Linked DNA regions of Sus scrofa: all the other regions are linked to region 2. A link is a contact called in public HiChIP or PLAC-seq data. All regions are on one chromosome and are shown on one strand. The core of a region is the stretch at or near the end of the contact, and the rest is flanking DNA. Distances in the headings are between cores, read along the strand shown. Region 1 overlaps NCMAP (noncompact myelin-associated protein). Region 2 holds the start of IFNLR1 (interferon lambda receptor 1). Region 3 holds the start of NCMAP (noncompact myelin-associated protein). Region 4 holds the start of SRRM1 (serine/arginine repetitive matrix protein 1).

Region 1 (2,757 bases), core at 31-2,530, 370 kb after region 2:
TGGGGTTTGGCTGTTCCCCTCCCCCAAGCACAATAGCTAGACAGACAGACAGGCAGAAGTCAGGGGGTGCTCCTGAGAGAGTCTGCCCTGGGGTCACATCAGAGGAAGGGCCACATCCACAGTTTTGCAGAGCAAATATTCAATCCCATAATCCAGCACAGGGGAACTAACTTGGATTAACTAATCAAAAAACCAATTTGTTAATTTATAACTTGTTCTGGTACTAAATGACTGCTGTTGAGCTCACGACAATTGGTCAGCACATTTTTCCTCTAGGAAAGTTTATGGGGGAGTTCCCAGGTGGTGCAGTGGGTTAAGGATCCAGCGTTGTCACTGCTATGGCACGAGTTCCCTCCCTGGCCCCGGAACTCCCTCATGCTACAGTGTGGCCAAGAATATTTTAAAGAAGAGAGAAAGAAAAAAGAAAAGAGGGAAAAACTGAATTATTCTCCAAAGGTGTCTACTTATTTAGTAGAGTCAGAGTAGAAGCATAGGGTGGACTTGAGGATTTCTGGTCTTGAGGCTGAAAGCTTGTTGCAGTGTTTGGGGGCCTGGACTGAGCCTCAGGACGGCTCAGGGCCCCTCCCTCTCCCCTGGAAGGCTGGTTTCACCTTGACTCAGTCTCCTTTCTCGGCTTCCCTCTATTTGGATTCTGAGCTATCCTCCATCTCCCGTTATCACCTTACCTCCAAGGTCCAAGTATTTGGAGGCTGATTAGATTACAGCTCTGTTTGTGTTACCTCTGCCCTTCCCAGTCACCTTGCAAAGATTCAGGATATATTCAAAGTACCACATTCACACACCATTTCTCTGGATGGGACTCATCTCTTTGACTCCTTCACCTGGAAAACAATCTAGCGAAAGGGTTGCAATTAAGAAGAACTGCCGCCCAAGCTCTACTTCCTGGTTGTGTGGCCTTGGAAGTGACTCAGCTCCCCCGTATTGTTTTCTAAGCATGAGACAGGAATAACATCTGCCCCACTGGGTGACTGTAACAAGTCAAGGACTTAGCAAAGCTGCTTGAATAGTGCCTGGCACCCAGTAGATGCTTTATAAATGGGAGCCAACATTATTATTATAAATTTCTTCTATTGCAAGATATACACTTGTTCCCATTTTAATGATTCTGAAATCAGAATATATCTTAAAATAGATGGGTCCATTAATGAGATTGTATTTTTTTTTCTCTCTCAAAACGCTGATTTGGAGTTCCTGTTGTGGTGCAGTGGTTAACAAATCGACTAGGAACCATGAGGTTGCATGTTCAATCCCTGGTCTTGCTCAATGGATTAAGGATCTGGTGTTGCTGTGAGCTGTGGTGTGGTTTGCAGACACAGCTCAGATCCTGCATTGCTGTGGCTCTGGTGTAAGCTGGCAGCTACGGCTCCGATTAGACCCCTAGCCTGGGAACCTCCATATGCTGCGGGAGCGGCTCAAGAAAAGGCAAAAAGACAAAAAACAAACAAACAAACAAAAAAACCGCTGATTTTTAAACAATTGTGCATTTTATGATTGAAGTCACCTTGGGAACAAGGCAATAAATCTGTATTCTATTATAGAAAGTGACGCATTCTTGGAGTTCCCGTTGTGGCTCAGTGGTAATGAACCCGACTGATATCCATGAGGATGTGGGTTTGATCTCTGGCTTCACTCTGTGGGTTAAGGATCCAGCGTTGTTGTGAGCTGTGGTGTAAGTCACAGATGCAGCTCAGATCTGGCATGGCTGTGGCTGTGGCATAGGCTGGCAGCTACAGCTCAGATTAGACCCCTAGCCTGGGAATTTCTATATGCCAAGGGTGTAGCCCTAAAAAGAAAAGAAAGAAAGAAAATTACACATTCTTATCATTTAATTGTAAATTCTAGGAACTGTAAATTCCTTCTTGGGGTAAGAAATCCCTTTTGAGAAAGTTGAAGGTCAGGAGATAAGGAGGCTGACCCAGGGTCACACGGCTCACGTCATCTCACTTAAAAAAAAAAAAAAAAAAAAGCTTACCTGAATAGGTCTGGAGAAATACTGACAAACTGTTTTTCCCCAGACATCTCTTCTCCCTCCTCTGTTGAACTATCCACCAGACACTTTGCAAGCTGCTTTCCCATGAGTTATCTCATGGGATTTATTTTTCCTGATAACCCTGGGAGGTTTTTTTTTTCCCCATTTGCCAAGAATTTTAAACCCAAAGAGAGAAAGCACTTGCCCAAAGTCTCCCAGCTAGTAAGTTGCAAAGACAAGACTCAAATCCAGGTCTCTTTGATTCAAAAGTCTTATATTCTTATTATACATTTAAATGCTTATTGCAGTGCCCTCTTCCCTAACCTCCTGGCTCAAAGGAAACAGATTCTTTTGCGAGCTGAACCAGAGGAAGACAGGCTTATCCCTGGGTCTGCGTGAGGTCAGGGGTGTAGTGTCCACACTGGAAGTGGGGCAAAGCCACTTTGGTAGCCTCCCTTGTGCTTCCATGGTTGTAGCCAAAGGGTCTCTTTTCTAAATCCATTCAAGCGCTAAGGATTCCTGCTTCATTCCCTTACCACTTAGGTCCAAGGAGCAAGGGGACAAAGCCATTGAAGGACTTAAGCCCCAAATACAGATGTTTCCCAAATGTATTCTGCTAAAAAAAAAAAAAAAAAAAATTGAGGTTGTTTGGAATGTTCTAGCCCTAAAACCAAACTCTTCTGTCCACCTTGGAATCTTCCTTGAATTACTGGAGAAATCATTCTCTATACTAAGTTCTTTTGCTAAATGAAAGTGTAGAAATGGAT
Region 2 (2,700 bases), core at 121-2,620:
CTTTCTTTCTTTCTTTCTTTCTTTCTTTCTTTCTTTCTTTCTTTCTTTCTTCCCTCCCTCCCTCCCTCCTTCCCTCCCTTCTTTCTTCCTTCTTCCTTCCTTCCTTCCTTCCTTTCTTTCTTTCTTTCGCTGCACCTGAGGCATATGGAAGTTCCCAGGCTAGGGGTCCAAACAGAGCTGCAGTTGCCCACCTATGTCAAGCCACAGCAAAGCCAGATCCAAGCCGAAACTGTGACCTACACTGCAGTTCAGGGCAACACCGGATCCTTAACCCACTGAGCAGGGCCAGGGATTGAACCTGGGTTCTCATGGATACTAGTTGGGTTCGTTAAAGCTGAGCCACAATGGGAACTCCAAATGTTGGCTTTTAACATTAGTATTAGATTATGTACAAGAACTCTTCGTGTTTTTAAATTATTAGGCTAAGACTAGGGAGATATCCTGGGAACAATTTTGCTGGGGTTTGGCAGTTGTGTCCTATTCCAAGGTATTTTGTACCCTGTAAACTTACCGGTGGCAGCTCAGAAAAAAAAAAGGGGGTAGGGGCTGGATGGAACTTCCTACACCCAGCCGGGAGAAAGGGGACACACACACACACACACACACACACACACTAATGCACACCCTGCGAGGGCAGGGCACTTCTGTTTGAATTTCCCTACTAGCAAGGGTCAAGTGCGGTATTTTTTATTTTTATTTTTGGTCTTTTTGTCTTTTTAGGGCCGCACCTATGGAGGTTCCAGGCTAGGGGGCTAATCAGAGCTACAGCTGCCAGCCTACACCGCAGCCACAGCAACGTCAGATCCTTAACCCACTGAGCAAGGCCAGGGATCGAACCCACAACCTTATGGTTCCTAGTCGGATTGTTTCCGCTGCGCCACAACGGGAACTCCAAGTGCGGTATTAATGAAGGGATCAGAGCCTTTAGGAAACCTTAAAAAAACACTTTATAAATAAATACAGCTGACTTTAGAACCATCGTCTTGTTTCCTGATTACCTGAAGCTGAGCTGGCATTAGGAAACGTGATCAGTTTCTTCCCGGAAAGGACTAGACAAGAGTCTGCTTGGTCCTCGGAAGAACACGGGTGGGAGGTGGCCTCTGCCGATCCACACGACTCAGGTTGCTGCGCCCAGACCCCTGCCTAAGGCACTGTCTCCCGAGCTTTGGCTCCGAAGGTGGATGCCGCCCGGACGGCGCTCCCCGCGGCCCCGCGCCCGCCCCGCGGCCCCGTGCCCACCCCGTGCCCTTACCTGGAGCGGACTGAAGCAGGCATAGGAGTAGAGAGGCCCAGCGGCCAGCCCCCGACATGCCGGCCGTCCCGCGGCCAGGGTGGGACCCGTTCCCACCTCCCGCCTCCCGTCCCACCGACTGCAGGTGACGCGAACGGCAGCCAATGGGAGGCCAAGCCGTGGACCCGCCCCTCCGGGACGGGACTCCACCCGGGCTTCCCCTGGGGCCGCCCCTAAGTCCCCAGCAGTTCGTTCTGCCTCTGCTTCGTTTCGTTCTGCGGGATCGGGGTGGGGGTGAGGTTCAGTAAATGCGTGTACAGAGTGAGGTGAGTGGAAGAAAACTGGTTTTTTTTTTTTGGCCACACCCGCGGGATATGGAGGTTCTCAGGCTAGGGGTCGATCTGGTGCAGGCCTACACCGGAGCCACAGCAACGCGGGAACTTCTGGCTCACCGCAATGCCAGAAACTTAACCCACTGAGTGAGGCCAGGGATTGAACCCGAGTTCTCGTGGATGCTAGTCGGGTTGGTTAACCGCTGAGCCACGACGGGAACTCCCGAAAACTGTTCATTATTAATAATCACGGCTAGGAATTCCAATAAGGGACTTTTAAGAGGGCAGAGGAGTTCAGGGCAAGTTTATGAACTGAGTCTCAGACACCACTGGCTCTATCCGAGCCTCTTCTAAGTGCCAGGTTCCAAGCCATGCACTTTCCCACATTATCGACATTAATTTCCTGGAGAATCCTGTGGGTCTGACTTATTCTCTATATCCTTCACGCGGGGCGTGGCAGCCTCCAGAGCTTAATGGGCTTGTTCCGGACATAGCTGGTCCCTCTGATGCCAGTGTGTTACTGGTCACCTGAACAGTAACCGCTTTCAAATAATGCAACCAGCCTCACCTCAGAACCGTCTACAGCCATGAAACAAGATATTGCCGGGAGTTGCCGTTGTGGCTCAGCGGTTAACCAACCGGACTAACATCCATGAGGACGAGGGTTCCATCCTTGGCTTGCTCAGTGGGTTAAGGATCTGGTGTTGCCATGAGCCGTGGTGTAGGTCCCAGACAAGGCTCAGATCCCAAGTTGCTGTGGCTGTGGTGTAGACTGGCAGCTACAGTTCCGACTGGACCCCTAGCCTGGGAACCTCTGTATGAGGCAGGTGCGGCCCTAAAAAGACAAAAAACTTTAAAAATTAAATAAAATAAAAAAGATACTGCCGAGGTGCATGTAGTGACTAAGGGATATTTCTAATGTACTCAGTAGCAGAAAAGCAAGTACCGAAACAGGCTGATTAAACCAAAAATGTGTGCCTATCGACCTGGACAGCTTCAGAAGGATGTATGCCAATATGTTAGTGGGGCTTCTCTCTCTCTGGTGAGGATTTTAAGTTCTCTTCTTTCTGTTTATGTTTAATTTCTAAATTTAAGTACTTGAATTGCTACTTAATTACATTAATCCTGAATTAACTT
Region 3 (2,700 bases), core at 156-2,655, 330 kb after region 2:
GTGGTTAACAAATCTGACTAGGAACCATGAGGTTGCGGGTTCGGTCCCTGCCATTGCTCAGTGGGTTAACGATCCGGCATTGCCATGAGCTGTGGTGTAGGTTGCAGACGTGGCTCGGATCCCGCGTTGCTGTGGCTCTGGCGTAGGCCGGTGGCTACAGCTCCGATTCAACCCCTAGCCTGGGAACCTCCATATGCCGTGGGAGCAGCCCAAGAAATAGCAAAAAGACAAAAAAAAAAAAAAAAAAAATTTACGTATACTTGGGAGTTCTCGTCATGGCTCAGTGGTTAACGAATCTGACTAGCAATCATGAGGACACAAATTTGATCCCTGGGCTCACTCAGTGGGTTACAGATCCGGCGTTGCCTTGAGCTGTGATGTAGCTCACAGGTATGGCTTGGATCCTGAGTTGCTGTGGCTGTGGTATAGGCCAGCAGCTGTAGCTGCAATTGGACCCCTAGCCTGGGAACCTCCATACGTCTCGGGTGCGGCCCTAAAAAGCAAGAAAAAAATAAAATGAAGTATAGTTGATGGTACACTACTATACCTTATAGGTGCATAATATAGAGATTCTCAGAATTTCACTTCTTAATCAATCCTTGTTAATAAATACCACCTGGAGTTCCCATCGTGGTGCAGCAGAAACGAGTCCGACTAGGAACCATGAGATTTTGGCTTCGATCCCTGGCCTCAATCAGTGGGTTAACGATCCAGCGTTGCCTTGAGCTGTGGTGTAGGTTGCAGACGCGGCTCAGATCTTGTGTTGCTGTGGCTGTGGCGTAGGCAGGCAGCAACAGCTCCGATTAGACCCCTAGCCTGGGAATCTCCATATGCCGAGGATGTGGACCTATAAAGACAAAAGACAAAAAAGTAAAATAAAATGAAATAAAACAAAAATAAAATTTAAAAAAAACAATGGCATATGACTTCTGAAAAGAAAAAGAAAAATCTCTAAAAAAAAAAAAAAAAAAAAAAAAAAAAAAACCACCTGACCTTCCTATGAAAACACAACAGATCCTTTCTCAGTTCTCAGCCAACTTGGGAGGAAGTTACCAAGGCTTTGACAGCATCTCACAGCACCAGTGGCAAAGCAGCAGGCCCCCAAACCAAACACTTTCTGGAAGTAATTTGAAAACAGAATGAGGAAACCTGGAGTTCCCCTTGTGGCTCAGCAGGTTAAGAACAGGACATAGTGTCCATGAGGATGTGGTTCAGTCCCTGGCCTTCCACTCGGTGGGCTAAGGATTCTGCGATGCTGCAAACTGCTGCATAGGTTGCAGATGCAGCTCTGATCCCGTGCTACTGTGGCTGTGGCTTAGGCCAGCAGCTGCAGCTTCAATTCAGCCCCTCGTCTGGGAGTCCATATGCCACAGGTGCAGAAGTAAAAAGAGAAAAAAAAAAAGAATGAGGAAACCTGGCTGTGTGATTTGGGGCAACTCCTGGGCCTCAGTTTCCCTGTTTGTAAACGGAGAGGGGTTGGGATTCCCCTGAGATCTCTCCCTCTTTCTGTAGATATTGGTTGGAGGCCCATTGCGTGCTCAGGATAGAGTGCTGGGCTCCAGGGATCCATCCATAAGCCAGTCCGATGCAAGAAACAGTCCGATTCTACAGAGCAAGTTATTGACCCTCTCGAGCTGGCAGACCTCCTAGTGTAACATTTTATATGGTCCAGACCCCAACCGCCCCTACCCCAGTCCCTTCAATAGGATTAGCACAACCTGCTTTAAAGGCATCTGCACAAACCCCCCTGCAGCTCCCACAGGCCTGGTGAGTCTGTAAGTTCCCTTCTCCCGTCCGCCCTGGGAGAAGTGGTCTGGAGGGCTGAGCGCCCAAGGCGGAGGGTGGGGTTGCCAGACGTGGAGTCCCAAGAAGGACCCGGGCCGGGAGGGGCGCGAGGACACCACGGGGAGGCGCCGCCACGTCAGTGTCCCAGCCTGGCGCCCCCAGGGCAGCCCCGAGGATCACCTGCGCGGGGCGGGGCCGAGGGCGGGATCACGACGGGGAGAGCCAGGGTGGCTGAGAAGTCGCCGGCGGGAGACCGAGCGGGTGGCGGCCGGGGCGCGGGGCTCCCCGGAGCAGGTAGGAGGTGCAAGACGCCGGGGTCGCCGGGTCTGCGGGGGTCACGGGCGACCCGGCTCTGGCGCGGCGGCTCGCTGTTCACCTGCTGGCCGCACTCGGTGGAGGGGAGCCCGGAGAGGAGCCACGGGGCTTCCCAGCCTCGCACCCACCTTCTTTGGAGGGAGTGCCTGGAGTCTGCGCGCGGGGGCGGTGGGCGATGGTGAGAGGCTGGAGAGGCGAGGTTCGTCTTCTCCGGCTCTGGCCATGCGGATGGGACATGCGTACTGGTGCCAGGAGAGCATTCTCGACGCAGCGCGGACACCCACCCTGAATGCCGGCCTGTTTGGGGGGTTGATATTCTGGGCATCCAGCAGACAGATCGTTTCCTTGTCCCTCCTCCCTTTCAAAGCCTCTGGCGGAGAATCCCCGGAAGAAAAGCTAGCAAACTGGCCCGCTGAGAGGTAGAGGGGATTTTGAACCATTCAAGACCTCTGTTGGTTTCACCTGCGAAAGGGGCGTCTTAATGGGTCGGCCCTGTGGGGAGGAAGATCTGCATAAAAACCCACAGCAGGGGGAGGAACCCAGGGTTCTAGCTCTGGATGGGCAAACTCCGCAGCTCCCAGGTGACTCCAAAGGAAAGAT
Region 4 (2,700 bases), core at 22-2,521, 400 kb after region 2:
CGATAGCAGAGTGGGTTTCTTGATGGTTTGGCAGTGAGATGTGGGAGGAAGAGGAGTCCAGCTTTTTTTTTTTCTTTTTTAGGGCCACACCTTTGGCATACGGAAGTTCTCAGGCTAGGGTTCGAATGGGAGCTACAGCCGCAGGCCTATGCCACAACCACAGCAACAGGAGATCCTTACCCTCCTGTGCAAGGACAGGGATCGAATCCGTGTCATCATGGATACTAGTAGGGATTTGTTACCAATGAGCCACAATGGGAACTCCAAGAGGAATCGAGATTAACAACCAAGGCTTGTATCTTAAACAAAAGGAAAGATACTGCCATCAACTGAGGTAGGGAAGACTTTGGGAGGGACAGGTCGGGTTTTTGGCCTGGTGGAGGGTGGAGGGAGGGAGTTCCAGGCAGAACAGGAGAAACGAGGAGCCCAGTTCCTACTTATGTTACGTTCGTGACGTCTGTCCAAGCGGAAACATTGAACAGGACGTTGCCAATACATGTTCGAAGCTCAGAGGAGAGGCCTTGAGCTGGAAACCTATGAAGTTGTTGGCAGAATTGGTATTTGAAGCCAAGAGAGTGAATACATTGTGAACAAAAATCAGGAAAGGGAGGCAAGTGTGTGTTGGGGGGGGTGTGTGTGTGTGGTTACGTTACAAAAGATGGCTAGAGAAGGGTCACATGTTCCCTTTCAGAGAAAAAGAGAGTGCATAAAGGAAAGGAGGCAGAAGGCATCCGGTTGCAGGCCCTCGCAGCCAGAGCTGGGCCGGTGAGGCACACGTGAGCTCCGAAAGTCCCGAAGCCTGAAGGCCGGCTTCCTTTCCGTCAGACTCTGCCCGGGGGCCCCGGCTCTCATCAGCTTCCTGCCGGTTCCGAAACTCATCTAACGGACATTTCCAGCTTCTCCCCAAAGCTAAGGAGTTGTAGCGGAAGTCGAGGGTGCGGGACCAAAACGCAGATTTCATTCATAGTACAGAGCTCGACTACTTCAGGGCCGACCTCGATAACTGGAAACTCGTAAAAGCAACACAATCACAACTTTTCTAACGAAAGCGGAGGCCGCAGGCTTCTCCTCTGCGCAAGAGCGGCCTCACAAGCGTCACCCTGAGGTAACAGCCTTTCTCCACAAGCTCTCCATGGAGCCCCCCCCCGGGGGGGGGCAGAAAGCCGCCCCCACTACGGGTCGAAGGAAGGGTCAATTCACGCTGAGCGAACAAGGCTGGTTAAGCGCCACAAAAGGTTTTGCAGGGCGGGGCGACCGGACGACACTCTCTTGCTCGCTCCCATTGGCTGTGGTCGCGAGGCTCTCCTCAAGGACTGGCCACTGGAGAAGCTCGGAGTCCGGTAGCAGCCCGCCTCCCGGAACGCGCGTGCGCACACTTGGCGAGCGCTCTCCACACTGAGCAAGCGCGGCCTCGTGTCCGCTGGAAGGGCGGGTGGAGCAGCGCGAGCTGCGTCCCGGCGCTCGGCTTTCCCTGCCGGTCCCGCCCTCCGTCGCGGTGGCGCGGTGCACCTTGGGATAGGGAGCGATCTCCGAGCGAGGCAGCAAGATGGACGCGGGATTCTTCCGCGTAAGTAGGAGCGCGGGGATCTGGGGTGAGGTGAGGGGCTTATCGAAAAGGCCCAGCAGGAGGCCTAAACTCGAGATGGGGTGGCCAGCGAGCGGAGACTTCGAAGATCCTGAGGATCCTCGTTGCCAGTGGACGCTTCCCCACTACCCTGCGGCGGGGACCGGTGCGCCCCTGCGCAGTCTCCTCCTCCGGGATCGTCCCCCCTACGCGGCAGCGACGGTCGCCGGAAAATGGCGGCGGGAATGGGCCTGAGCGGTACCTTCCCGCCCGCCTCCCTGGCAGGGCCTGCAGGGAGAGCCGCGCGCCCCACCGGGTCCTGGGGCCTAGCGGACCCGCGAGGAGGAAGTCCCTGGGGGGAGGCCGGAGGGAAACCCTGAGGTGACTGGCGGCAGGAGGGCCCTGGGGAGGACAGGTTTGGGGGTACCGCCTCAGGAGAGCGGGTGAGAGGACCGGAAGCAGCCTTGAGCCGCTTTTCTTGAGAAAGCGGGCACCAAACCCCCTCCCCCCGCGCCTCGCGCGCCCTCCCTCTTGGTCTAAGCCTTCCCGAAGGCTCCGGGTCAGAGTTCGCGGGAGCTCCCGCCCAATTTGATAGCCCTTCAGGGAGGGGAATGCAGATAATTTGTAGTTAGAACGTTTGAGTCTGAGACTCCAGGCAGAGGGTGCAACAAAAAGTATGCGCGTTTGTGGAGGCAGGGGTATGGAGTGGATCTACTCTTCGTTCCCGCTCACCGCCCCCCACCCCCTGTGAACGTTCTCTTGAAAATCTTTTTGGTGAAAAGGTTCCTCTTGATTCTCGCCCATCACCTGGAGATGGGGACGTTTTCTCGTCGTAGTTGGCCCTCAGGGCCCATACTTTTACCGGGCGCGTGCTGGACTCTTTTGGTCCCCTTTTACACTCCCGTAGGACCCATTCGAGATCTCGATGGGTGGGAAGTGACACTGATTGGACTAGAGTTTGCAAATTCTTTTTAAGGCAGAACGGACCATATAGAGACCAGTTGATTTAAGTCAGAATCTGTAGTGCATATTGGCTCTTTCCATTCCCTGGAGCATGTTACATGCAGTTTCTGTGTGTTTAAAGGAAAAGATAAAAGAGGGTAAGACCGGGACTTTAAGATATGTCTTGACACTCC

The links. HiChIP or PLAC-seq counts read pairs in DNA pulled down with a chosen protein or histone mark.
Region 1: an H3K27ac HiChIP or PLAC-seq map of alveolar macrophages shows a contact between it and region 2. The contact joins the enhancer-like site here to the promoter of IFNLR1 in region 2. A contact is called at or near these places in 3 of 5 promoter capture datasets (fetal liver, fetal skeletal muscle and liver), 8 of 47 Hi-C or Micro-C datasets (brain, embryonic fibroblasts, epiblast stem cells and 4 more) and 1 of 2 datasets of contacts at active chromatin or transcription factors (alveolar macrophages).
Region 3: an H3K27ac HiChIP or PLAC-seq map of alveolar macrophages shows a contact between it and region 2. The contact joins the promoter of NCMAP here to the promoter of IFNLR1 in region 2. A contact is called at or near these places in 3 of 5 promoter capture datasets (fetal liver, fetal skeletal muscle and liver), 2 of 47 Hi-C or Micro-C datasets (epiblast stem cells and skeletal muscle) and 1 of 2 datasets of contacts at active chromatin or transcription factors (alveolar macrophages).
Region 4: an H3K27ac HiChIP or PLAC-seq map of alveolar macrophages shows a contact between it and region 2. The contact joins the promoter of SRRM1 here to the promoter of IFNLR1 in region 2. A contact is called at or near these places in 2 of 5 promoter capture datasets (fetal skeletal muscle and liver), 14 of 47 Hi-C or Micro-C datasets (brain, embryonic fibroblasts, epiblast stem cells and 9 more) and 2 of 2 datasets of contacts at active chromatin or transcription factors (alveolar macrophages and skeletal muscle).

Annotation. Positions count from the first base shown.
Region 1 is chr6:82,281,236-82,283,992 of Sscrofa11.1, forward strand. It overlaps NCMAP (noncompact myelin-associated protein), which reads left to right. Exons shown (of 4, transcript XM_005665097.3): 4 at 1-2,652. Among named protein-coding and RNA genes, the nearest start is that of SRRM1, 27 kb to the right of the region's middle. Within about 2 kb of position 1,281, at least 10 of the 83 cell types and tissues checked have an H3K27ac peak or open chromatin away from gene starts, as enhancers often do. A contact at or near this core is called in alveolar macrophages, fetal liver and liver, where this site is marked.
Region 2 is chr6:81,912,734-81,915,433 of Sscrofa11.1, forward strand. It overlaps IFNLR1 (interferon lambda receptor 1), which reads right to left and starts at 1,371. Exons shown (of 7, transcript XM_021095536.1): 1 at 1,253-1,371. The coding sequence starts at 1,310.
Region 3 is chr6:82,240,966-82,243,665 of Sscrofa11.1, forward strand. NCMAP (noncompact myelin-associated protein) reads left to right here and starts at 1,406. Exons shown (of 4, transcript XM_005665097.3): 1 at 1,406-2,079.
Region 4 is chr6:82,307,921-82,310,620 of Sscrofa11.1, forward strand. SRRM1 (serine/arginine repetitive matrix protein 1) reads left to right here and starts at 1,272. Exons shown (of 16, transcript XM_021095577.1): 1 at 1,272-1,567. The coding sequence starts at 1,547. It also overlaps the pseudogene LOC100522323.